Regions from separate parts of the Mus musculus genome. Here regions 1, 3, 4, 5 and 6 are each linked to region 2. A link is a contact called in public ChIA-PET, Hi-C and HiChIP or PLAC-seq data. All regions are on one chromosome and are shown on one strand. The core of a region is the stretch at or near the end of the contact, and the rest is flanking DNA. Distances in the headings are between cores, read along the strand shown. Region 1 holds the start of Kctd7 (potassium channel tetramerisation domain containing 7). Region 2 holds the start of Sumf2 (sulfatase modifying factor 2). Region 3 holds the start of Tmem248 (transmembrane protein 248). Region 4 overlaps Rabgef1 (RAB guanine nucleotide exchange factor (GEF) 1). Region 5 holds the start of Rabgef1 (RAB guanine nucleotide exchange factor (GEF) 1). Region 6 holds the start of Sbds (SBDS ribosome maturation factor).

Evidence for each region. A called contact is a pair of places that touch in the nucleus more often than the background predicts. ChIA-PET counts read pairs in DNA pulled down with a chosen protein or histone mark. HiChIP or PLAC-seq counts read pairs in DNA pulled down with a chosen protein or histone mark.
Region 1: a contact with region 2 is called in an H3K27ac HiChIP or PLAC-seq map of microglia, with 7 times the contacts expected there. The contact joins the promoter of Kctd7 here to the promoter of Sumf2 in region 2. A contact is called at or near these places in 3 of 39 promoter capture datasets (the C10 cell line, cranial neural crest and erythroid cells), 2 of 115 datasets of contacts at active chromatin or transcription factors (astrocytes and microglia) and 1 of 9 other capture datasets (adipose tissue).
Region 3: a contact with region 2 is called in an RNA polymerase II ChIA-PET map of memory CD8 T cells, with 45 read pairs. The contact joins the promoter of Tmem248 here to the promoter of Sumf2 in region 2. A contact is called at or near these places in 7 of 39 promoter capture datasets (the C10 cell line, cranial neural crest, hematopoietic stem and progenitor cells and 3 more), 5 of 115 datasets of contacts at active chromatin or transcription factors (the 230-238 cell line, bone marrow-derived macrophages, effector CD8 T cells and 2 more) and 3 of 9 other capture datasets (adipose tissue, embryonic stem cells and liver).
Region 4: a contact with region 2 is called in an H3K4me3 HiChIP or PLAC-seq map of bone marrow-derived macrophages, with 3 times the contacts expected there. The contact joins the enhancer-like site here to the promoter of Sumf2 in region 2. A contact is called at or near these places in 6 of 39 promoter capture datasets (the C10 cell line, cranial neural crest, liver and 1 more), 3 of 115 datasets of contacts at active chromatin or transcription factors (bone marrow-derived macrophages, effector CD8 T cells and memory CD8 T cells) and 2 of 9 other capture datasets (liver and pancreatic islet).
Region 5: a Hi-C map of pre-B cells shows a contact between it and region 2, with 3 times the contacts expected there. The contact joins the promoter of Rabgef1 here to the promoter of Sumf2 in region 2. A contact is called at or near these places in 7 of 39 promoter capture datasets (the C10 cell line, cranial neural crest, hippocampal neurons and 2 more), 1 of 484 Hi-C or Micro-C datasets (pre-B cells), 2 of 115 datasets of contacts at active chromatin or transcription factors (effector CD8 T cells and memory CD8 T cells) and 4 of 9 other capture datasets (adipose tissue, liver, macrophages and 1 more).
Region 6: a contact with region 2 is called in an RNA polymerase II ChIA-PET map of memory CD8 T cells, with 74 read pairs. The contact joins the promoter of Sbds here to the promoter of Sumf2 in region 2. A contact is called at or near these places in 8 of 39 promoter capture datasets (the 3T3-L1 cell line, the C10 cell line, the HPC-7 cell line and 4 more), 1 of 484 Hi-C or Micro-C datasets (pre-B cells), 5 of 115 datasets of contacts at active chromatin or transcription factors (the 230-238 cell line, effector CD8 T cells, large pre-B cells and 2 more) and 3 of 9 other capture datasets (adipose tissue, liver and macrophages).

The regions. Positions count from the first base shown.
Region 1 is chr5:130,143,091-130,146,713 of GRCm38.p6, forward strand. It overlaps Kctd7 (potassium channel tetramerisation domain containing 7), which reads left to right and starts at 1,793. Exons shown (of 4, transcript NM_172509.4): 1 at 1,793-2,136. The coding sequence starts at 1,993.
Region 2 is chr5:129,845,453-129,848,873 of GRCm38.p6, forward strand. It overlaps Sumf2 (sulfatase modifying factor 2), which reads left to right and starts at 1,538. Exons shown (of 9, transcript NM_026445.2): 1 at 1,538-1,634. The coding sequence starts at 1,544. It overlaps Cct6a (chaperonin containing Tcp1, subunit 6a (zeta)), which reads left to right. Exons shown (of 13, transcript NM_009838.2): 12 at 131-203; 13 at 296-991. The coding sequence ends at 368.
Region 3 is chr5:130,220,611-130,224,466 of GRCm38.p6, forward strand. It overlaps Tmem248 (transmembrane protein 248), which reads left to right and starts at 1,725. Exons shown (of 7, transcript NM_027854.1): 1 at 1,725-1,962. It overlaps Gm6598 (a long non-coding RNA gene), which reads right to left and starts at 3,256. Exons shown (of 2, transcript XR_377119.4): 1 at 3,124-3,256; 2 at 1,108-1,418.
Region 4 is chr5:130,202,896-130,206,712 of GRCm38.p6, forward strand. All of the region lies in intron 4 of Rabgef1 (RAB guanine nucleotide exchange factor (GEF) 1), which reads left to right. Among named protein-coding and RNA genes, the nearest start is that of Tmem248, 18 kb to the right of the region's middle. Within about 2 kb of position 1,861, at least 58 of the 459 cell types and tissues checked have an H3K27ac peak or open chromatin away from gene starts, as enhancers often do. A contact at or near this core is called in bone marrow-derived macrophages, effector CD8 T cells, liver and 1 more, where this site is marked.
Region 5 is chr5:130,170,195-130,173,694 of GRCm38.p6, forward strand. It overlaps Rabgef1 (RAB guanine nucleotide exchange factor (GEF) 1), which reads left to right and starts at 1,625. Exons shown (of 9, transcript NM_001199059.1): 1 at 1,625-1,700.
Region 6 is chr5:130,253,642-130,257,405 of GRCm38.p6, forward strand. Sbds (SBDS ribosome maturation factor) reads right to left here and starts at 1,889. Exons shown (of 5, transcript NM_023248.2): 1 at 1,569-1,889; 2 at 298-427. The coding sequence starts at 1,696. It overlaps Tyw1 (tRNA-yW synthesizing protein 1 homolog (S. cerevisiae)), which reads left to right and starts at 3,396. Exons shown (of 16, transcript NM_001015876.2): 1 at 3,396-3,552. The coding sequence starts at 3,549.

The DNA of each region.
Region 1 (3,623 bases), core at 543-3,042, 300 kb after region 2:
AAGGAACCTCCCCCAACAGAGGTCACACAGTCGATGCGTGACTGAGACGTGCTGCATCAAATGGGTCATCTGACTAGCTGGGAAGAGCCTTCTGGGAGTGCCTGTTTCTGTCTGTGTCCTGGTGCAGAGGTGATGACGTTATCATGGAGAGGGTCATCTAGAATTGCGGGTATGGCTTCTTTTTCTCTGTCCAGTTGAAAGAATGACCAAGCAGGAAAGGCGAGGACTCGGCAGTCAGCCAAGCTTTATTGAAGTCACATACAGCAAAACACAGATTCCCTGCCAGGGGAGAAGATATTCAGAAATCCAGTTCAAAAGGAGGGCTTGAGCCTTTTGGTGGTGTACTCTCCATCCACTTATTTTTGAATGGCTAATTTAAACAAATAGGAGGCATCTGATAAAGCCACAGCTTTGCGCGTACGCATGTGTGGGCAGGTCAGATGGAGAAGAGGAGCCCTGTTTGGGAGTGGGGTTTTCTCTTTTCTCATCTGTGGTTATTTAATTTTTTTCATTTTTAGCGTTTGTTTTTAGCAGTCTCATGTAACCCAATTTGGACTCACAATGTTATGAAGCTGAAGCTGGCCTTGACTTCCAAGTACTGATATTGCAGCGTGAGTCACCATACTCAGTTCCGTTATTATTTATTATTATTATTTATTATACTAGAGACAAGAGTTGAATTCTCAGAAATCCTTCTAACCTCTCAAGTCGCTGCAATTAAAGGTATTTGCAACCAAGGTTTTCCTTCCTGTGTGAGTCCACGGAAAAAGCGCTAGCACAGCAGCCATGTCCTTGCCAGCCATTGGTGTTGCAGTGCTCAATTTCTATTACACAGCAGGTGCCCTCAGCCCTCCACAACACATCCTCAAGGACAGCCTGCTTAGGCCTTTTTTCACTGGCCCGCTGCTATGGAGACAAACCAGCCAGTCCTGGGCCCTTTCCCAGGACACATGGACCGGGATGATAAAGTGGAGTGGCCTGGAGCTTCGCGCCTGCTAGTCAGAAAGCCAATGAAAGCAGGACCACGGTGCTGCCCCTATGAGCGGGCTTCCTGCCAATCAGGGGCGGAGGCCAGCGAGGACACAGCCAATAGCAGGAGCAATTGGGTGGTCTGTCCTTTCGGGAACCGCGCCGGGGGACCAGCGCTGTCGTTGAACGTCGGAAGTGCAGAACGCGTGCCCTTTAGGTGGCCTATAAGAATGGGACTGATCGGCAAGCCGTTGTCAGTTGTCACTCTAGTTTGAGACCTCGATGGTTGGATCAGACCTTTAACCGTCATAGCGGAGCTAATCGGACACTGCCAGTAGTAGGAGGCGACCGGGTGAGGCCAGAGATGCTACCTGCGCTGTGGTTGCTATGCGCAGAGAGCCGCTTCCCTAGATAAGTGGCCTGGACCAAGGGAGGTAGCGCTCCCGTTAGTTAGATAGCCAATCAGAATGGAACAAACCCAACCAGACGTGTTTACCCTATAATTGGACAATGCTCTTGCCAATCATAGCAGGAGTTCATGAAACCTCGGCCAATAGCAAGAAGCGCCTGGTTCCGATTTGCAGCGCAGGGTCCACGCGGTGGTTGCTGATCGAGGTCGTCAGTGGGCGATCACCTCCCCTCGGCCAAACCCTGGAGCAGACAGGCGTCGCTCGCGCTTGTCAGCCAAGAGCCAATCAGAATTGGGTAGGCCTGTAGCCACTACGGCTTAAGGCCGAATTGTTTGTTCTGTGATTGGGCGAACCTCCTGACAATCAGGGCGGAGCCAGCGAAGATTCGGCCAATGGCTGGAGGCAGCCAGGTCAGACCAGCGACTAACTGTAGGCGCGTTGGTCGTTAGACTGTTGGAGGGCAGCACAGGACATCCTAACTGCTTGCAGGTCCTCGGCGTCTAGCGCCCGCCGGCGGCCCATCTCGTCATGTCAGGCACTGCTTGGCTTTAGTTCTTCAGGCCTCCGCCCACCCGCCTACCCGAAGCCGCGCCCACCGCCCAGAGCCAGAGGGATGGTGGTAGTCACCGGGCGGGAGCCAGACAGCCGTCACTCGGACGGTGCCATGTCCAGCTCCGAAGCCGAAGACGACTTCCTGGAGCCGGCCACTCCTACGGCCACGCAAGCGGGGCACGGGCTGCCCCTGCTGCCCCAGGAGGTACCTGGATCGAGCGATGGGGGAAGGGAGGGCTGATGGGAAGCGAGGGAGAGACTGGTGCTTGCAGAGCTGACCTTGGGCGGAGAGCCTCCCAAGGAGCTATCCACCCCTGATGCCACTCCTACACTAGGTGTATCCTCCCTGCCCCGAGTCACCTGCACTCCAAGTCCCTTCTTCCCGTACTACCAGATGTCAGTTCCATTCCTGTATTTCATGTCACCTTTATCAACTAGACGAGGACTCAACACATAGCATGTTCCATACAATCCAAAGGAGGACCTGGGTTATCCAGGTGTATCCTCCAGCTGCCGGGGGAGTGGCATTAGAAACTACCTGCAGTTAACCTATCTGGTGCCTTGGTATGATTTAAGAAAAGGACACACCTGAGTGGACCAATTCTCATCCAGGTGCCGTTATGCAGTGAACAATCTCCATTACCACATGGGGTAATTTTATTTGCTAGATGGACAAGAGTGAACGGTAGAGGATTTGGGGTCAAGAAAGCAGCGAGAGCAAGGACATGCAGGAGATAAATTCGGGAAATAGGAGGGCAATGGTGAGTTGAACTCAGAGCAGAGATGATGGAGGGATTAGGGGCTTCATTTATCAGTTGCTGTATTGTGCTATGGAGTGGCTTCGTTAGTAGCCCTTCCTGTGTGTGACACTTTGCACCTGAACTGACCCTGGAGATGGATAGGAAGATGAATACAGATGTAGAGATGGATAGGAAGATGGATACAGATGTGGAGACTCGACAATCTGAGGGGGCTGGCTTGAGTGAGGCTCTCCGGCAGCTGACAGTATTGTGGTAGGGTTAGAATCCCCGAATTGCCAGCATCGTGGGAAACTTGTGAACATAAGCAAAATTCTAGACATAACTCTGCAGTCAGGGAAAAGGGCCAACACGGCGGTGACACTTTTTTTTGTGCACTGTCATTGGGCAGAAGTTGTGGTTTGAGTGACAGGACACACAATCCCACAGACTGTAGGCCAGCTGTCCAGTCCCGGCCTCCTGTGAGTCACATCCCTCCCTGTGAGTTCTAGGACTCTTTTCCCTGACTTTTTTTGTTTCGCATATGGAGCAAAGAAGTACATTAGTGGGTGCTGCCTTTTAGAAAGAACTCCAGAAGTGCAAAGCATTACACCTAAGTGACATCTGAGTCTTAGCGTATACCTAAAGTGGGCTTAGCATTTCTGCAGAAATGTGAAAGGCATTTTGCACCGTGAGAGTAAGAGTTGAATTTTTGGGCTTGGTGGTACACACCTCCAATTCCAAAGGCAGAGGCAGCAGATAAATGTGAGTTCCAGGCCAGCTTGGTCTATGTAGTGAGTTCCAGGAGAGCCCGAGCTACACAGAGAAACTCTGTCTCAAAATAATAATAATAATAATAATAATAATAATAATAATAATAATAATAATAGAGTTGAGCTCATACTTAGAATTGTAAATTTTGTGCATTTAATTCACTGATATTTTGTGAATTTTA
Region 2 (3,421 bases), core at 288-2,787:
TATAGAAAATTCTTATCTTTTGAAAAGGAAAAAAAAATATGGTCTCAATTGGCCCATGTTTTCTGTTTTAGAATTGGTAGGGTTCATAAAATATATGAAAAAAGCCTTTGGTGCTCTTGGTTATTTGCAGGTGAGCCGATGGTGGCTGCAGAGATGGGTGTGTGGGATAACTACTGTGTGAAGAAGCAGCTGCTACACTCCTGGTGAGTGTACACGATCATGGCGGCTCGCGGGCGGGCGGCAGACACAGCAGTTTGGGTTGATAGCTCATCTGTCCTCTCTTCCTCCTTTTCAGTACTGTGATCGCCACCAACATTCTCCTGGTCGACGAGATCATGCGAGCTGGGATGTCCTCTCTGAAGGGTTGAGGCCTGCCTGTGATACTACAGGATGTTGGGGGGAATGGTTATTTTTGTCCAAGCTTCAAGTGATTTGGAAAAAAATTTTCTCTTCCTGATTGGAGAAAAGAAACGGGACATTTGACACCTATTCAAATTATACTGTAAAATTTTATTTTATTTTTGCCTTGAGTATCTGAAGACACTCAAAGCAGCTCTTTTTCAACCCACTGAACAAGATGTTTTAGCTACACCGATACAAAAATTACATAAGATAAGCATGTTGTCTACCCTTGTTCCGTAAGTGTTCTTTGAAAGTTTGTAATGGTTTTCTCCTAAATAAGGCATGGTGACACATGCCTGTAAGCCTAGCCCTTTGGAAATAGTCCGGAATTTCTATGCCAACTCAGGCTACAGGAGACCCCAGGTCGAAAGAATAATTTGTTGTGGATGTATTTGAAATTATCCAGCCAACTCCCTGTTAAACATGTAAGATCCTTGCCAGTGTAAAACACATCTGGGTAATTTATGGGTTTCATAATGTCTAATAAATACTTAAAGAGTGAAGCTACTGGATCATTCACACTTGAAATGACTGAAAATGCTTCAGAAAAGCTAATAAAGCCAAGTTACTCCGTGGAGGCTGGAAGGTCAGAACTCTGCCACCCAACTTCCAGACATGGGAACACAAGAGGCTGAGAGAGTTACACATTTAACAGCCAAAAGGACGGTTGTTGAAGAATAAGGGTTTGGGTGAAACAAGATTTTTTAGGCTATTTTCTATCTTGGTTTTGCATCATACCTGTAACAGCTTATCTCTTTGGTTTTCATGTACTTGATTTTATGTGTGATACTTGGGGAGAGGGGCTGGCTCCGTATTCCACAGTGAGTGAGTGAACAGCTCAACTGAATAGAGGAAAATATCTGGGTGGAGAGTTGGCTCAGCTACGTACTACTGGTTCTCACAGACAGGCAGTTAGTGCCCAGCACCGTGGGCAACTTCTAGCCAGCTGAGACTGCAGCACATTGGACCTGCAAGGGTGTTAACATCACACAAAAGCAGTCAGATAAAATCAGAGTAGGATGGGTGTGGGCCTGTGTTCATTCATGGGCGGGCCTGACAGGCAAGCTCCCAAGGAGCGCCCTGCCATTGGTCACTGAGTCAGTGCGAGTGCGCAGGCGCGAAGAAGCGCCCGAGCAGACGCATGCGCTCTGAGTTCTGGTTCCCCAGCATGGGTTCCTTGCTCCCTCCGGTGTTGCTGCTGTGGCTCCTGTCCTGCCCCAGGCTTCAGCTAGGTCAGTGTGTGGCTCTGTGCCTATATCACCCTTATCCTTGAACACCTGAAAGTGACTGTATCCTGCGCTCTAGATGCTACCCTAACCTCGGAGGGGGTTTGCAGGGTCTCGGGCTACTTGCTGGGGCTGGCCATCATGAAACTGCACTTTTTCTTTTTTTTTTTCTTTTTTTGAAGCAGGGTCTCTTCTGGTATTCAGCCCTGTCTGGGGCGTTGGGAGTAAGGCATTCTGATTTTCCTTTTCTCCATTTCCATGTCTTGAGCTGGTGCACTCGTGTGACTCGTAGCTTTTATTTGTAGAAAGCTTTGAAAGTTAAAGATACGCTTAAGTCACATACATAGTAATCGGATACTCAAAATGTTGTTTAAATGCACCTTTTATCTCTAGTTACTTTTGGATTCAGTTTTTCTTAGGATATTTTATGTGTATGAGTGTTTTGCAACCTCGTATATAGGTGCACCACGAGGGTGTCTGGTGCCGGCGGAGGTCAGGTTGGATCCCTACAACAGAAGAAACATGGTTATAAACCACTGCTTGGGTGCTGGAGACTGAAAACGGAGCGTCTTCGAGAGCAACAGGAGCTCTTATATACTAATATCCTATTTTATTTTATACTTGAGGCAGAGGCTCAACTATGTCGCCTTGTCTGGCCTGGAACATAGACCAGGCTAACCTCAAATTCATAGAGATTCAAGCACTCTCTCAGCTAAGCTACGGCGCAGAGGCCCCTTGTTTAGGGGTTTGGTTTTTTTTTTTGGGGGGGGGTGAGGGTGGGTTATTTATTTATTTAATTATTTATTTATTTATTTTGGTATAAAGGTCTTGACTGTGTAGCCCTAGCTTGTCTTGAGCTTGTGATCTCCAGCGACAGCTTCTTTAGAATTGGGATTATAAGGCATAAAATATGGTCTTAGATTGTAGTTTGTTATGTGACAGAATCTCACTATGTAGACCAGGCTGGCCTCAAATCACAAAGATCCATCAGTTTCTGCCTCTGTATGCTGGGGCTTAGAGGTGTCCACTTTTTATGTATGTGTTTGTGTGCCGTGAGTGTACAGATACTGGCAAAGGACAGAAGATTTAACCTGGTCCTTAAAAAAAATTTAATTTTGGCTTTTAGAGACAGAGTTTCTCTGTGTATCCTTGGCTGTCCTGGACTCATTCTGTAGACCAGACAGGGCTCAAACTCAGAGAAATGCCTGCCTCTACCTTCCAAGTGCTGGGATTAAAGGGCCACCACTGCTCAACCCTAAAAATATTTTTTAAAATGTTAGTTTGTTAAATTACAATCAAACTACAGTTTATATTGCAGCTTGATATTTCATTCCCCTTTAATTTGAGATCTCCCTACTCACTCGGTTTTTTTTGCCCTCTCGGGATTATTCTTGAGATGGGTAGAATTGTATCAGAATGAGAAGAGGGTTAAATATAAGACCCTGAAAAGCAGGGTCTGGTTGCTTATACACCTTTAATCTCTTGAGAGGCAAAGGTAGGTAGATCTCTGTGACTGCCAAGCAAGGCTAGTCCATCTATATAGTGATTTCTTTTCAGGCCAGCCCAGGGTTGGAGTGGGGTGGGAGTAGGGTGACCTTGTCATCAAAAACTAAAATAAGGGAAAAAAGCAACTAATTTTAAAATGAGAAGCTAGGGTCGAGCACCACATAGCATATGTGAGACCCTGGTTTCAATTCCCTGTGACACACACATCAAGTTCTTGAGCCTGGGGCACAGTGCCACATGCCTGCAATCTTAGCATTGGTGAGGCAGAGATGGGAGGGTCCCTGGGG
Region 3 (3,856 bases), core at 475-2,974, 380 kb after region 2:
AGTGGGCCTGGCAGGGACTTTTGAAACCTCAAAATCACTCCCAGTGACACAGCTCCTTCAACAAGGCCACACCTCCTAAATCCTTCCCAAACAGTTCCTCTAACTAGGGACCAAGCATTCAAGCATATGGGCCGATGGGGTCCATTTTCATTCAGTCCACTTCAATATTTGCTAGATTATAAGCACTAAATAAAAATAACAAGAACTGTTGTCAGTCAGCCCTTGTAAAGAGTACAGAAGACACTCTGTCTAAAAAAACCTCTCAGCAGCTTCTCCAGCCTCCTAGGTTTAAGGCCTTCCTTATCTGAGTTCTGCTTGATGTCATAGACATCGATTTGATCACGTTTTACTGTGTATTTCTGCCTTTCTACCTGCTCCTTGCACTTATTCAAAACCAAAAGCATAGCAGTGGTAGCTCATTGTCTGGAATGAGAGCACACACATGCTGTGCACACACAGACATACACATGCAGATGTCTTCTATACGATTTCCCTGGAACTATTTGGCTTTGAGGTTCTGGAGGAGACAAGCATCAGAGTTCCACTTACACATTCTATGGGAAGCCATCATCCATTCTGGGTGAGGACTTTCCAGTGTAGTTGCTTTGAGGTCACTCACCCTGCTGGCAGTAACCTCTTGCCTATGCTCTGTAAGTAAGCCAGATACATTTACTGGCATTCCAGGGGGAACTTTGGTTTGTCACCGAGACCTTAGGAAAAGGGGATAAACATCGCATAGTCTTTACCTAAGGAGAAAATTCTCACAAATGTTCTCATGTCTCATGGCACACCTTTAATCCCAGCACTTATGGATCTTTGAGTTTGAGACCAGCTTGGGTCACATAGTGAGTTTTAAGTCAGCCAGGGATGGATTGAAAGACCTTATCTCTTTTGTTTGTTGGTTGGTTTGGTTTTTTTTTTTTTTTTCAAGACAGGCTTTGTTTAGCCCCAGCTTCCTGGAACTCATTCTGCAGACCAGGCTGGCCTCAAATGCAAAGATCTATCTGCCTCTGACTCTTGAATGCTGGGATCAAAGGACAACCTTCCCACTGCCCAGCAACCGTGTCTTTAAAGAACAACAAAAAAAGTCAAGACCAGACAAATGGATAAGTGTAACTGATCTCCTGGGTTTTCAATAATCATGTACAAAGGTCAGTATTAATGTGGTTAGAGGAATTTAAAAAGGATAATATTTTGCTGCTTCTAAGGTCAGCTAGGTCCTTGGGGACTGAGACATGGCTTGAAATGAATTGTCCTGTTGTCCAGAAACGCGACAGATTCCCATCCAGTGGATCCTAGAGTCCCGTCTACAGAGAGGAGGGTGGTATTAGTGTGCTCAAACACCATGACTAAGGTAGTTGGCTCCTCATTGGGCTCCAGAGAGAACAGGAAGCCAGCTCTTGCCATCCACGAGACCCCTGTGTCAAAACAAAAAATTCCAACAAAAATAAACGAAAATCGTGTCCTCTTTACTATCTCACGCCATACACACCAAGACCTGCAGAAGCACTTCGGGACGGAACCGAGCAAGCTCACGGCAGTTCGCGAATGCGAGTGATAAATTTCAGGCAGCTCCGTGTATGCTTTTCCCATTTGCAAAACGAAGACAGTCTGCTTCTCCTCCTAACCCCGACCCCACCCGCCGCTCGCCCCGGAGCAATTCTGTCCCTTCCGCGCCGCCGTCGCGCGCGGGCGGGGTCAGAGGTCACGGCGGCGTTAGTGGTGACGTGGTTTTCTGCCTTCACCCGGAAAGCCCGGCGTTCGCAGCGCGCGGAGCCGGCGTCCCGTTGGCGCGCTCTGGCCTGGCTTCGGGTCGTCGCTTCGGCCCCGAGGAGCCGCTCGCTGTCTCCGGAGCGGCGGAGAGGATGGTGCGGGGCAGCCCGGGGCCCGCCGCGCGCCGCCGCGAGTGAACAGGGCCAGGCCGCGGGCGTCCGCGGGCTCGAGCCGCCAGTCTGCGGGGCGGTGAGTAGGAGACGGGGTCGTAATCGCGGGCGCATGGGCCGGGACCGGGGACCCTGAACCCGGGGCCCACGGCGTGCTGGGCGGATCGGTGCGCAGGCTCTCCCAGCCACCCCAGCTCCGTTCACTCCTCTATTAGCTGACCCGGTCCTGTTCCATCCTCCCGAGGCCTGCGGAGTCCTGCTCCCTCAGTCAAGGCTTGTATAGGTCGGCTGAATAAGGCTGCGTGGACCTACTAGCATCCTTTGCAAGTTTTAGAAAAAAAAATGATTGTTTTGGAAAATTATTTACATGATGTGTTTGTATTATCTTGTCTGCGCACGTGAGCGCAAATACCCACCGACTCCAGAAGAGGGCGTTGTGTCCTTAGACCCAGAGTTACACTCCATTGGTAGCTGCCTGATGATGGGGTTGCTGAGAACTTAACTCTGGTCCTCAGGAATAGCAGGTATTCTTAACCCCGTAGCCATCTTTCCAACTTCTCTGTGTGTGTGTGTGTGTGTGTGTGTGTGTGTGTGTGTGTGTGTGTGTGACAGAGAGAGAGAGAGAGAGAGAGAGAGAGAGAGAGTGAGAGTGAGAGAGTGAGTGTGAGTGTGTGTGTGTGTTCAGTTTTAGATTTGTGACTTGACTTTGGGTTGTCAAAAATGTATCCAAAAGAGGGTTTAATGCAGCCTTAACTGGCTAGGATTTCCCTATGTAGACAAGACCCACCTTCAACACCGATCTTCCCGATTCAGACTCCGTAGTTCAGAGATATAGGCGTGGGCCACACTGCCAAGGTTTCACAGTGTAATAACGGTATTGTTTTGGTTTTAATCTGAATCCTGGAGTCTGGGGTCTCCTGCAGCCTTAGATAGTCCAAACCCACGACTCAGTCGAGGCTGACCTTGATTCTCTTAGACTCCCTAGTGCTGCCGTTGGCAGGTGTGCACTGCCATGCCGGTTAAGCCCGGCTAAAACATAATTTTTTTTTTTTTTTAAAGACAGGTCCACTGTGTAGTTCAGGCTGGCCTCCAACTCTCTGTGTAGCTTGAAGTTGTGATCCTCCTGCCTCAGCCTCATATTGGGGTGTTGTTAGCTGTGTGGTACCAGGCCCTGTTCACAGAGTAGTGGTAGCCTGGTGGCAAGGCTAGTCAATACTGGGACAGGGGGGTGATTTCTTACCTGTCCCATAGTTGTATAATACAACAAATCACGGGAGGATTTCCACATACTGTAAGACACACAGCTTTAGTTCTGATGCAGAGAATCCAGAGCTGTGAGTTTAACATAATGGAAATAACCTGAAGCCATGTCACAGTTCTGGAACTCGTATTTTCCCAGGCTTCTGTCGTTGCCTTGTCTGAACATTCTCAGGAGCCCATGGTTTTAAAGCTTCGTGTTTCCTTTTGACCCTTCTTCCCTCTCTCATCTAGTGCTCTCCTCTTTACACACGAGCATTAGAGAAAACTGGGCCTGATTTGGGGGTGGGGTGGAGTGGTCGGGGATACAGAGCACAGTGCAAGGGTGGTGGACCTACAGGATGGTTTTTGTCAGTATGGGAAGTCTGTAGAATTCTAATTATGGGCCAGACCTAGTGGCACACGCCTGTGATCCCAGATCCTTGTGAGCTGCCACTGGAGCTGCCACCAGCCCAACCCAGGTGCCCTGGAAGATTAACTGAGCCTTCTTTCTATCCCCACAGAACTTTAGTTAGACAGCTAAAGTGTTTATTGAAGACGGTGTCTCCGATGATGTAGTTGGTGTGTTCGAGGCATGTGGAATTGATTGGTGGGAAGCCCTCTTGCTGGGCCTGGTGTTGTGTGATAGCACAGTGAGTTAAATGAGAGTCCTCTGCCACTTACATGTCTGCTTGTATCATTGTACATTACCTAAGCTGTATGCTGACACGGAGACT
Region 4 (3,817 bases), core at 611-3,110, 360 kb after region 2:
AACACTCACTTGTCTGCTGGCTCTGCACTCATGTACACACACACACACACACACACACACAGGCTTCACAACACTCACCTGTCTGCTGGCTCTGCACTCATGTACACACACACACACACATACACACACAGAGGCTTCACAACACTCACCTCTCTGCTGGCTCTGCACTCATGTACACACACACACACACACACACACACACACACACAGGCTTCACAACACTCACCTCTCTGCTGGCTCTGCACTTATGAGCATACCCTACATACACACACGTTTGTACACATAACTAAAAATAAAACAAGATACAGCCAGGGGTGGTAGCAAACCCTTTAATCTTAGTACTTGGGAGGCAGAGACAGACCCCTGAGTTTGAGGCCATCCAGGACCACACATCATATAGAAACCCTGTGTCAAACACAAACAAACAAACAAAAAAACTTGGAAAAGGTAATCTTACTGTGAGACTTAAGCTTTAGTTTGGTAGAATACTGACTGTGGGTTCAATGGTATGTGTGGTCACCTGTGTAGTGTACTCTCTGTAGCTTTCCTTTGACCTTTGAACATAGCCTCATGTCTTGAGTAATTTTATTTTAAAGAGTATTTTTATTATTTTATGTGTATAGATATTTTGCTTGCCTTTTCTGCACTTTTTTTACTCCATCCCCCCCCCCACCTCGTTCTCTCTCAAGTTGGTATGGGGGGTAATTTATTTTTTAAGATTTATTTATTTTATGTATGTGAGTACACTGTCACTGTCTTCAGACACACCAGAAGAGGGCACTGGATCCCATTACGGATGGTTGTGAGCCACCATGTGGTTGCTGAGAATTGAACTCAGGACCTCTGGAAGAGCAGTCAGTGCTCTTAACTGCTAAGCCCTTTTCTTTTCTTTTCTTTTCTTTTCTTTTCTTTTCTTTTCTTTTCTTTCCTTTCCTTTCCTTTCCTTTCCTTTCCTTTTCTTTTCTTTTCTTTTCTGTCTGTGTACCTAGTGCTTACATGGCCCACTGAGGTCAGAAGAGGGCGTTGGATCCTCTGAACTGGTGTGAGCTGCTGTATGGGTGCTGGGAATTGAACCTGGGTCCAATGGGTGGAAGAGCAGCCCGTGCTTTTAACTGCTGAGTCATCACTCTAGCCCTTCAGGAGTAATTTTAAAGTATGGTGAAACCTGGGCATTGTGGCACATGCTTTTAATCTGTACACTCAGGAGACAGAAGCAAGTGGATGACCTCTCTGTGAGTTGGAGGCCAGCCAGAGCTACACAGGAGATCTTATCTCAAAAGGAAAGGAAGAAAAAAAGCTCAGAGGACATGCAGAGAGACAATCATCTCAAAACCCTGTTATCTCATTTAACGAGGTTCATGGCTTGGTGAAGAATTGTTTTCTTCAAGTCTGTTTATATGGAAACATGTTTAAAGCGTGCTATTAGGTTGGGCGTGTAGATGTGAGCATATACTTTAAGCACTTGGGAGGCTGAGGGGGAAGATTACTTGTGCCCACAAGTTTGAGACTGATTGGACAAAATAATGAGAGCCTGTCTCAAAACTAAAAATCATATGCTGGGTAAGGTGGCATATGGCTTTCATCTCCGCATTTATGAGCAGATAGCAGGGGGTTAGAGGCTGGCCTGGACTATCCTGGCCGGTGAAGGACAGCCAGTGCTCTCTAGACCCTTAGTTCGGGTTATAAAACACTATTACTCTAGGGCTGGAGAGCTGAAGAGGATCCAGGCTCAGCTCTCAGCACCCTTGGCATGGTGGACCTGACACCTTGCTTCTGAGGGCACCAGGCATGCGTGAGGTGCTCGTGCATGTGTAGCAAAGACACCAGTTTTCTTGTGAGCCGCACTCTGTGATCTCACTCTCCTGAGGAAGTGATCAAGTGTAATAGAGGAGCTTTTGGTCGTTTCATGGCTTTGGTTTCGTTTCCTGGAGAGCCTTTCTGTGAAGATTTGCCTCTGCCTTGCATGTTGGCTCCCACCTTTAATCTCAGCACTTGGAAGGCAGAGGTGGGTGTTTTTTTTTTTTTTTTTTTTTTTTTAAGTTCTAGTCTAGCCTGGTATACATAGGGAAGGAGTTCTAGACTGGGCTATAATAGAGATACCCTGACTCAAAAAACAAACAAGCAAAACAACAACAATAAAAAACAAAAGGCTGGAGAGATGGCTCAGAGGTTAAGAGCACTGGCTGCTCTTCCAGAGGTCCTGAGTTCAATTCCCAGCAACCACATGGCTACTCACAACAGTCTGTAACTCCCATTCCAGGGCTTCTGACACCCTCACACAGATATGCAGGCAAAACATCAATGCACATAAAATTAAATAAACAAATGAATAAAATAGAAACAGTTGCTACTGGTTACTTTGTATTAACTTACAGTTTGCCTTGTGTTAACACTTATGGAGAAGGTATTTTTTCTGTGTTTCGATGAAGAGATTATAGTGTGAAATGTGTCTTTATCTTCACTCACACTTTCCCAGAATATGAGGGCCCTCCTGTACCTTACAGAGATTTTGCTGAGCATTTCATTCGTATGTATTTATTTATTTTTGAGACGAAGTTTCATGTAACCTATGCTGGCCTTGAACTCCTGATTTTCCTGCTTCTCCCTCCAAGTGCTTAATCACAGGGTGTACAGCACTGGTTTACACTGGGCTGGGGCACTCTGCCCACTGAGCCAGTTGCTAGCACCCTCTTCAATTGTTCTAAACCAAATAGTAGTCTGAGCTGTCTGGTTACTATAGAGACCAGAAGGGTATGGCCAAGAGGAAGAGACTCATCCAAACAGGCTTTACTTCTTGAGGAAGTTGGGAGGAAGTAGCACAGACTTGGTTCTAAAATTAGAAGCAATGTGTCCTCATTATACACAGAAGCTGAAAAAGTCAACATGGTGGGAGCAGATTGCAAAACAGTGCCTCCAGGTACTGGGCAGCAAGACAGAGGGCCAGCCAGGTACAAGGTTAAACCTCCAGTGCTGTGTGTGTGTGTGTGCGTCTGCATGGCAGTATGTGTATATGCGTGTAGATGCCCATGTATATGTGTGTGTGTGTGTGTGTGTGTGTGATGTGTGTGTGTGTATGTATGTGTATGTATGTGTGTGGTGTTTATGTGTGTGTGGTGTGTGTATTTGTGTGTGTGTATGTATATGTATGTTTGTATGTATGTGTGTGTCTGTGTGCGTCTGCGTGGCAGGATGTGTATATGCATGCAGATGCCCATGGAGGTCAGAGAGAGTGTGGGGGAACTCAGAAGCTGCAGCTCCAGGCTGTTGTGAGTCTCCTGATGTGGATGCTAGAACTTAATCCTGGTCCTCTGGAAGTATAGCAGGTCCTCCTAACTCACCTCTGGGTCATCTCTCCAGCCTTTCTGATGTCCTTAAGCACAGCAGGAAAACTATGGTTGTTGACACATGACACATGGTGTATTTCAAAGTAATGAGTGGGAAGGAATTTGAATATTCCTGCTATAGCACATTGGCAAGTCTAGGATCGTATGCCTTGGTCCAATCTTGTATAGAAGTATCGCTATACCCATGAATATGGAGATACTAGAGGGTAATCGACATTTTTTAAAGTGAAAAAAAAAATGAGTATTTAAAAAATCAACTCAAAAAGGATCCAAAACTTACATGTTACAGCTATTAAAATCTAAAAAGACCTTGTCATGGAAAAATTAACACTAGTAGTAGTAATAGTAATAAATCGTAAGGATGAGGGTGGTGATGTGAAATAGAGCGCTCACAGGTTGTCTATGCTTACTGTGATGTGTAAAGATCATCAACAGGAGATCTCTCAGGCTGGAGGGGTGGCTCAGCAGCTAAG
Region 5 (3,500 bases), core at 375-2,874, 320 kb after region 2:
CCTCATGTTTCCTTACATTATGATTATTGTGTGTGGATGCCATGATACTTACATGGAGGTGAGTGGGCATCTTTGTTAGTTGGGTCTCTCCTTCTACTTTTTGTTGAAACCATTTATTTATTTTACGTACATTGGTATTTTGACTGCATGTGTGTCTGTGTGAGGGTATTGGATCCTCTGCAACTGGAGTTGCAGACAGTTGTGAGCTGCCATGTGGGTGCTGGGAATCGAACCCAGCTCCTCTGAAAGAGCAACCACCGTTCTTAACCACTGAGTCATCTCTCCATCCCCTCCTTCTTTTTTTTGTCAGGTCAGTTCCAGGATTTGGATTTAGGTTGTCAAGCCTGAATGGGAAACCTTTTACACACTGAAACATCTCTCTGGCCCTCTTTACTTGTAATCCTCTTTCATAAAACTCGCTTTCACCTCATTTGTCTGTGTCTTTCTTTAATCTTCATAGACCTTAAACATCCAACTTGGAGCCACTTCCCTAGGCCAACCTGACCCTGTCTGGCACCCTACAGCCTTGTGCCAAGCACAGCTGGGTCATGAAAGATCCTTTTATTCTCACAACTCCTGCATCATCATGTGCTCTCATTATAAAGCTATACCCCACAACCTTCCTTATATTTGCCCAGGCCAAGAACACTAGAGATGGGAACTCCTGAACTTCCTGTCTCCACCTAGCCAGGCTGGGATCACAGCCTAGTTGCTATTGGACCAATTTCCTTAAGATTCTCCTAAATTGAATCAGTTTCAAGTCCTGCTCTTAAAAAGAGCAAGCCAGGAGTGTTCATTTCTGTGGGCCATCTGCCCAGGTGACCAGGTTCTTTCTATGGACGAGTGCCCAGGAGTGAAAAACAAAATAGCAGAGTCAGAAAAGGTGAAAACAGGCATTTATTGAGACAGGGGTTAAAAAAAAAATTCTGCTGGGAACAGTGTTTTGTTTTTGTTTTTTGTTTTTTCCAGAGCTGAGAGCCAGTCTCACGGACTCTGGGTTGCTCATTTGTAGGGTTCATTCTGAATTCTCTCCTCCCCTATCCTATAACTTCATCTCCTCCACCCCGACGGTTCTTGGCCCAGGGAGATAACAAAAGCTAGTGAGGTGGCATGTCAACTGTCCAGTGGGAGCGTTATCTATCTTTACAGACAGGCAGTCATGTGCTAAACTTTTCCCTCTCGATCTTTTTCCTGACTATCTATTCCCTGCTAACTGCTCACTAGGGGAAAGGTGTGTTTGTATTTCCTTCTGGCGGCCGCATTCGCTAAGCGCTGGGAGATGTCTCCTGGTCCCAGACTTTGATGTCCCGTTTCGTGTATGGCTGTCCTCGGGGCTCCTTGTCGCCCTCAGGCTAATGCAAGCAGAAGCTGGTAGACGGAATGAGGAATGACAGGGGAAACCGCGGCTTCTCGCGAGTCACAGACACGTCAGCGAGGGCCTCACGGTCACTCGGTGTCCCCTGCCCTCAGGGACTGCCCCTTCGGGTGGACAGCCTCCGGAGCGTTGCAATCTTTTCCGGCCAGCCGCCAGCCAGTCCCCGGAAGTCCGAAGCGTCACGGAAATGACGCCACGCGTACGCACCGCGCGCGTGCTCGCGGTGCCGGGGGCGGGGCGTGCGGGGGCAGGGGCGGGGCAGGGAGCCGAGTGACTGAAGGGGCGCTGGGAGCGGCGGTCGGACGCCGGCGGAGCCGCGGAGCAGGTTCGGAGGGACGGGGGCTCCGGAGGCGCGTTCCCACACGGAGCGGGGCGGCGGCGGCGGTGTCCGGCCGCGCGCTGACCGGGGCCGCTCCGTTCCGCCTCTCAGCCGGGAGGGCGGGCGGGCGCATAGGGCCAGGCCGCCGGAGCTCTGCTGCTGCTCTCGGCCTCTCCAGCTCGGCCGAGTTCTTCCCAGCTCGGCGGGACTCGGGCTCCCGGGAGGACACGCTCCCCGGTCGTCGGCTGCCGCTCCGATCCTGTCCGAGTCCGGAGTTGTGGTTGCAGCCGGGCGGGTCCCATCCGGAGCCCGCGTGGGTCCCGGGGCTGGTGCGGCTGCTGTGGCGCGGGGTTTTGAATACTCGTCCCAGGTGCTAGAGGCCAAGGTTATGGGTGTCTCTGAATGAGAAGTCCTGAAGCTGAGGCAGGAGGATTGCCGCGAGTTTTGAGGTCAGCCCTCTGCCACTGAGGAAGACCCTTTTATGGAAAATAATAATAAAGGCAGTCCCTGATTCCGAGCTGTCTGGAAGGGAGAGCCAAGGGGATGTCCTTCCATCCCTTCGCGGAAGTTGGCTCCATAGAGGGAAGCGCCTTGGAGACTAGGTCATTGGCAGCTGGCTGTGTCTCAGAGCTGATGACCAACCTCTGTGGTTGGGAAATGTGTTGCTGGATGTGGTAGGCTCGGTCTGTCTGTGGAGTTTAGATGTGACACTGGCATAAGTTTTACAGCGTCACCTAGTTTTGTGGTAAGAGCCCCTATGGTCCCCCCACCCCCTGCCACCTCCTGGAAGTTAACTGTTGGGTCTTTTAACCTACAAACCTAGAATTACTTTTCAAAGGAAGACCCAATTAGTCACCCACTTCTGACATCCCAGTATTTGGAAATTGAGTCAGGAACAACAGTCTTGGGAGTTTTGACGTCAACGGGGCTATGTAGTGAGTTTGAGGCCAGCCTATACTACAGAGTAATATTCGATCCTCCCGCCCACCAGAGTCGCAGTTAAAAGAAAGAAGAGGCTAAAATAAAATGGTCTTGTCAAGCTTGTTACTGGGCGGTGGTGGCGGTGGCTCACACCTTTAATACCAGAATGCTGGAGGCAGAGACAGATCTCTATGAGTTTGAACAGGCCTGGTCTACAGAGTGAGTTCCAGGACAGTCCAGGCTACATAGACTGTTTTGGGGGGAGAAGAAGCTTGCTTGTTACTTGGTGATGACTGACTTTAAGGTTTACACATGTTAGATAGGGGCTGTTTAACTGAGCTACAGTCCCAGTTTCTATTCAGCCTCTGAGAGTTACTGTTTGGGGGGATTATTTATTTATTTTGATTTGTGTGTTTATTTTGGGGGACAGGGTCTCGCAATACAGCTTTGGCTGTGTAGATCAGGCGATCAGGCAAGACTCTGAACTTGGAGCATTCCGCCTGCCTAGGCCTCTCAAGTGGTGAGATTGCGGGTGTGGACCACTGCCTTGCCTGTCTTTTCTTTTGGTATGTGTGTTCACAGTGTGTGCATGTGGAGGCCAGAGGTTAGCAAATGTTAGCTATTTTCCTTGGTGTCATACTAGCCTTGACTTTCATTGAGACAGGCTCTTAGTGAACCTGGAGCTGGATTCACCTAGACTACTACTAGCTAGCCCACAAGCTACAGGGAACATTTTTTTGGTGTGGGGACTGGGGACCTGGTTCAGGTTCTCATGCTTGTGTGGCAAGTACTTTATTTTTGCCATTTATTTTGCCCCAGCCCCCCCTTTTGCCTTTGATGAAATGAAGTTGGAGTTTATTAAGAAACAGTTTTATTATAGAATTA
Region 6 (3,764 bases), core at 639-3,138, 410 kb after region 2:
TAATGGATGTGGGTGAGGTGGCATGTCCCTGGAGGAATCAGAAGTTCCATGCCAGCATGGCTATCCCCTGAGTTTGATGTCAGCTTGGGCTACAGAGTGAGATTCTGTCTCAAAAAAATAGCAACAGACAAATACCATACAGACCTCCCCAAATTGCCCAACAATATAAACTGGAGGTGGGAGGGACCCAACAAATGCTAAAACAACAAAAACTCATCAAGAAAAACAGTAAACACAGTGGTCCAGATGTTGCCTACCATCGTGAGATTTTGTTACATTGCACCTGGCAGGACCTACCTGCTTGCAGATTTCAGTCTGGTCGTCTGTCCCAAATGCACTGATGAGGTCTTCCTTCTTGGCAACCTGACCTTTGGAAACATTTACAAACACTGAATGGGTCTGCAGAACTTCATCAAGGTCTTTTTCCCTTGAAAGGGCAGGAGAGAAAGTCCTATGTGAATCCACTGGATAGTAGAAAATCCACTCACATTTAAACACAAGATAGCAACAAGAGAAATGGCAAGTGCTGCAAGCTGGGTGTGATGTGCACATCTGTAACTCACCATTTAGGAGGCAGAGGCAGGGAAATTGGGAGTTTGAGGCCAGTCTCAAAAAAAAAAAAAAAAAAAACCAAACAAAACAAAAAAAAACAAAACAAAAACCCTAAAGAAAAAAAAAAAGAGAAATCTCACACACACACACACCACACTCTCTCTCTGGTGGCTACCTGCGAAGGACAGTATCTGGATTCTCCCACTTCACCACAGAGGGAAAAACTACATCATTGTTTTATGTAAGGAAACTCAGGGTGTGGTGGGGAGTGGTGTTTCTTCTGTCCTGGAATATCTGTCCCTAGATGGCAGTAGCGAAGACACTACTACGCACTTTGGGAAACTGGGGATTCTGAGGTGTGACGTTTTAATTTCAGGATTTGTAGGTGTAAGATTAGCTTCCCGATTGTTATCCCTGGAAAATGACCATAATGTTTCTCTTCTTGGAGATAGCATTTGGAATGTTGGATTCCTGTCTTTTTTTGTTTTGGTTTGGTTTTTTTTCGAGACAGGGTTTCTCTTTGTAGTCCTGTCTGTCCTGGAACTCACTCGGTAGACCAGGCTGGCCCTGAACTCAGAAATCCGCCTGCCTCTGCCTCCCAAGTGCTGGGATTAAAGATGTGCGCCACCACCGCCCGGCCGGATTTAAACATTTAATCCAAGAGGCTACTGCAATTTCGGGTCCTCTTGACCGCAGCTTTGTTTTATTAGTACAGGGTCGGTCACGGTCTCTCTCACACACACATACACATACACACACACACACGTTCCAGGCTGGCCTGGAAATCGCAGCAATCCTCCTGCCTCAGTTTCCTGGGCGCTGGGATTACAGGCCTAAACCATCGGTCCCACCCGGCTCTGATGGCGTTTGTAGTTGGCAGTTTTTATGATACTAACAAAATCCCAAAGCAGAACCCAATCCGAATCGGGTAAACCAGGCCTGAAAGGTACCGATGGGTCGCAGGAGCCGGGGTTAGGGAGGCCAGGCCGCCGAACTCTGGGCACAGGATTACTCACACGCCACTCCGCCAGCCGACGACCTTGTTTTTATAGCAGGCGATTTCGAAGCGCTTCCCTCCCCGCTTCATCCGCACCACGGCCACATTGGTCAGTCGGATCTGGTTGGTGGGGGTGAAGATCGACATGGTGGCTGTTCACAGATCTCGAGCTCGAGGGGACGCCAAGTGCTCGGCTGAAACGACCCTGCGGCGCGCGAACCCTTAACGCCCAAGGAGTGCGCGGCTCTTCCGGAACCTACCAGGGAAGAAGCTACCGCACGCCCGATTGCCCTACTGCACATGCGTCAAGTGGCGCACTAGCCAGGCAGCCGATAAGAAAGCAACCACGCCTGCGCGCCGTGACTTTTTACGCCCTCTAGTTCCACCCTCAAAGGAAGGCGGGTCGTTCTGTGATGACGTCATTTACAGGCGCCAGTTACGCCTACCTATTATGGGTGAGTAATGTTTATTATCTGGGTGGAAACATGATATTTTGGTTGAATAGTTCTGCAGAGTTCAGAGGCTGCGCTCATTTTAAATTTAAAAAAAAATTTTTTTTGATTTATTTATTATATGTAAGTACACTGTAGCTGTCCTCAGATACTCCAGAAAAGGCATCAGATTTCGTTACGGATGGTTGTGAGCCACCATGTGGTTGTTGGGATTTGAACTCGGGACCTTAGGAAGAGCAGTCGGCGCTCTTAACCACTGAGCCATCTCGCCAGCCCTATTTTTTTTTTTTTAAGATTTACTTTTTAAAAGATTTATTTATTTATTTTATGTATATGAATACACGGTAGCTGTCTTCAAACGCACCAGAAGAGGGCATCAGATCCTATTACAGATGGTTGTGAGCTACCATGTGGTCCTGGGAATTGAACTCAGGACCTTTGGAAGAGCAGTCAGTGATATATATACACACATATATGTGTGTATATGTACACACATATATACACACACACATATATATATCTTTTTTTTTTTTTTTTTGAGACAGGGTTTCTCTGTGTAGCCCTGGCTGTTCTGGGACTCACTCTGTAGACCAGGCTGGCCTCGAACTCAGAAATCCGCCTGCCTCTGCCTCTCGAGTGCTGGGATTAAAATCGTGCGCCACCACGCCCGGCTATAACTTTTAAAAGAAGTAAATAAAAACTCTCTTGGCTTAGTCACCTATGCACATGGGAGTCAGAGGCAGGCTAATTGCGTTGTAAATTCGAAGCCATTTTGTTTTATATAGGCGAGTTACAGGCCATCCAGAGCTACACAGTGAGACTCTTTCTCCAAATAGTAGCTATCCTGAATCTCGTGATCATTTTGTTTCAGCCTCAAGAGCGCTGAAATACAGGTCTGTGTCATCAAGCTGAATTCCTTTTTTCCATTTATTGACTGATTGATTGAGGCAAGGTCTCTTTATAGCCCTGGCATACGTAGTCCTGGAGCTCACTACGCGGCGGAACAAGCTGTCCATTAACTAGGAACTCCCAGAGATCCGTCTGCCTGTGCCTCTGGAGTGCTAGGATTAATGGTCAGTCAGCAGCATGCCAGGTTGTCATTTATTTCTTGATAGTACTGCCCTCTGTCCTGCCCTTTCCCCTTCTGAGCCGAAGCGAGAAATAACAGTGGAGCAGGAAGCTCGCTTGCTTTTGCATCTCCCGCTCTGGACCGCGTTTCCCACAGGCCCGCCCCTTTCCACTCTGAGCCAATCCGAGAAGTACAGGAAGTGCTCTAGCATCTTTCCCAGGTTTAGAAGTGATGGCTTCTCTCTGGTCCCGCCTCTTTTCTATTTGAGCCTATCAGAGAGGAAGTTAGAGCTTCCGCTAGCTCCTTTTTTTTTTTTTTTTTTTCCTTCTGGGCCCGCCTCTGTCCCCTGCAGCCAACGCGGGCAGGTCTGCCGACTGCATGCATGGCTTCCCTGTCCCTGTAAACTCAATCCTCCTGTTCGCTGTCCCTCTCTCTTTGCGTTTGCCGGTTGACTTGCGTAGCTCGGGCCCCGCGGAGGATGGGTGAGTCTGGGCTGGCCAGGGTCTCGGGCGGGCAGAAGGCAACAGATTCCCCCTCCACCGAGGGCCTTAGGTTGCTACACTTGATGTGTTACTGTTTGTTTTTACTGTATCTTATTTTTTCTTCTTTCCTTTTATTTCTGTTTTCCTTTTAAAAGGGCCGTTTTATGTATCCCAAGTTAACTCAGAACTCACAGTGTAAGCTCAGGAAAATT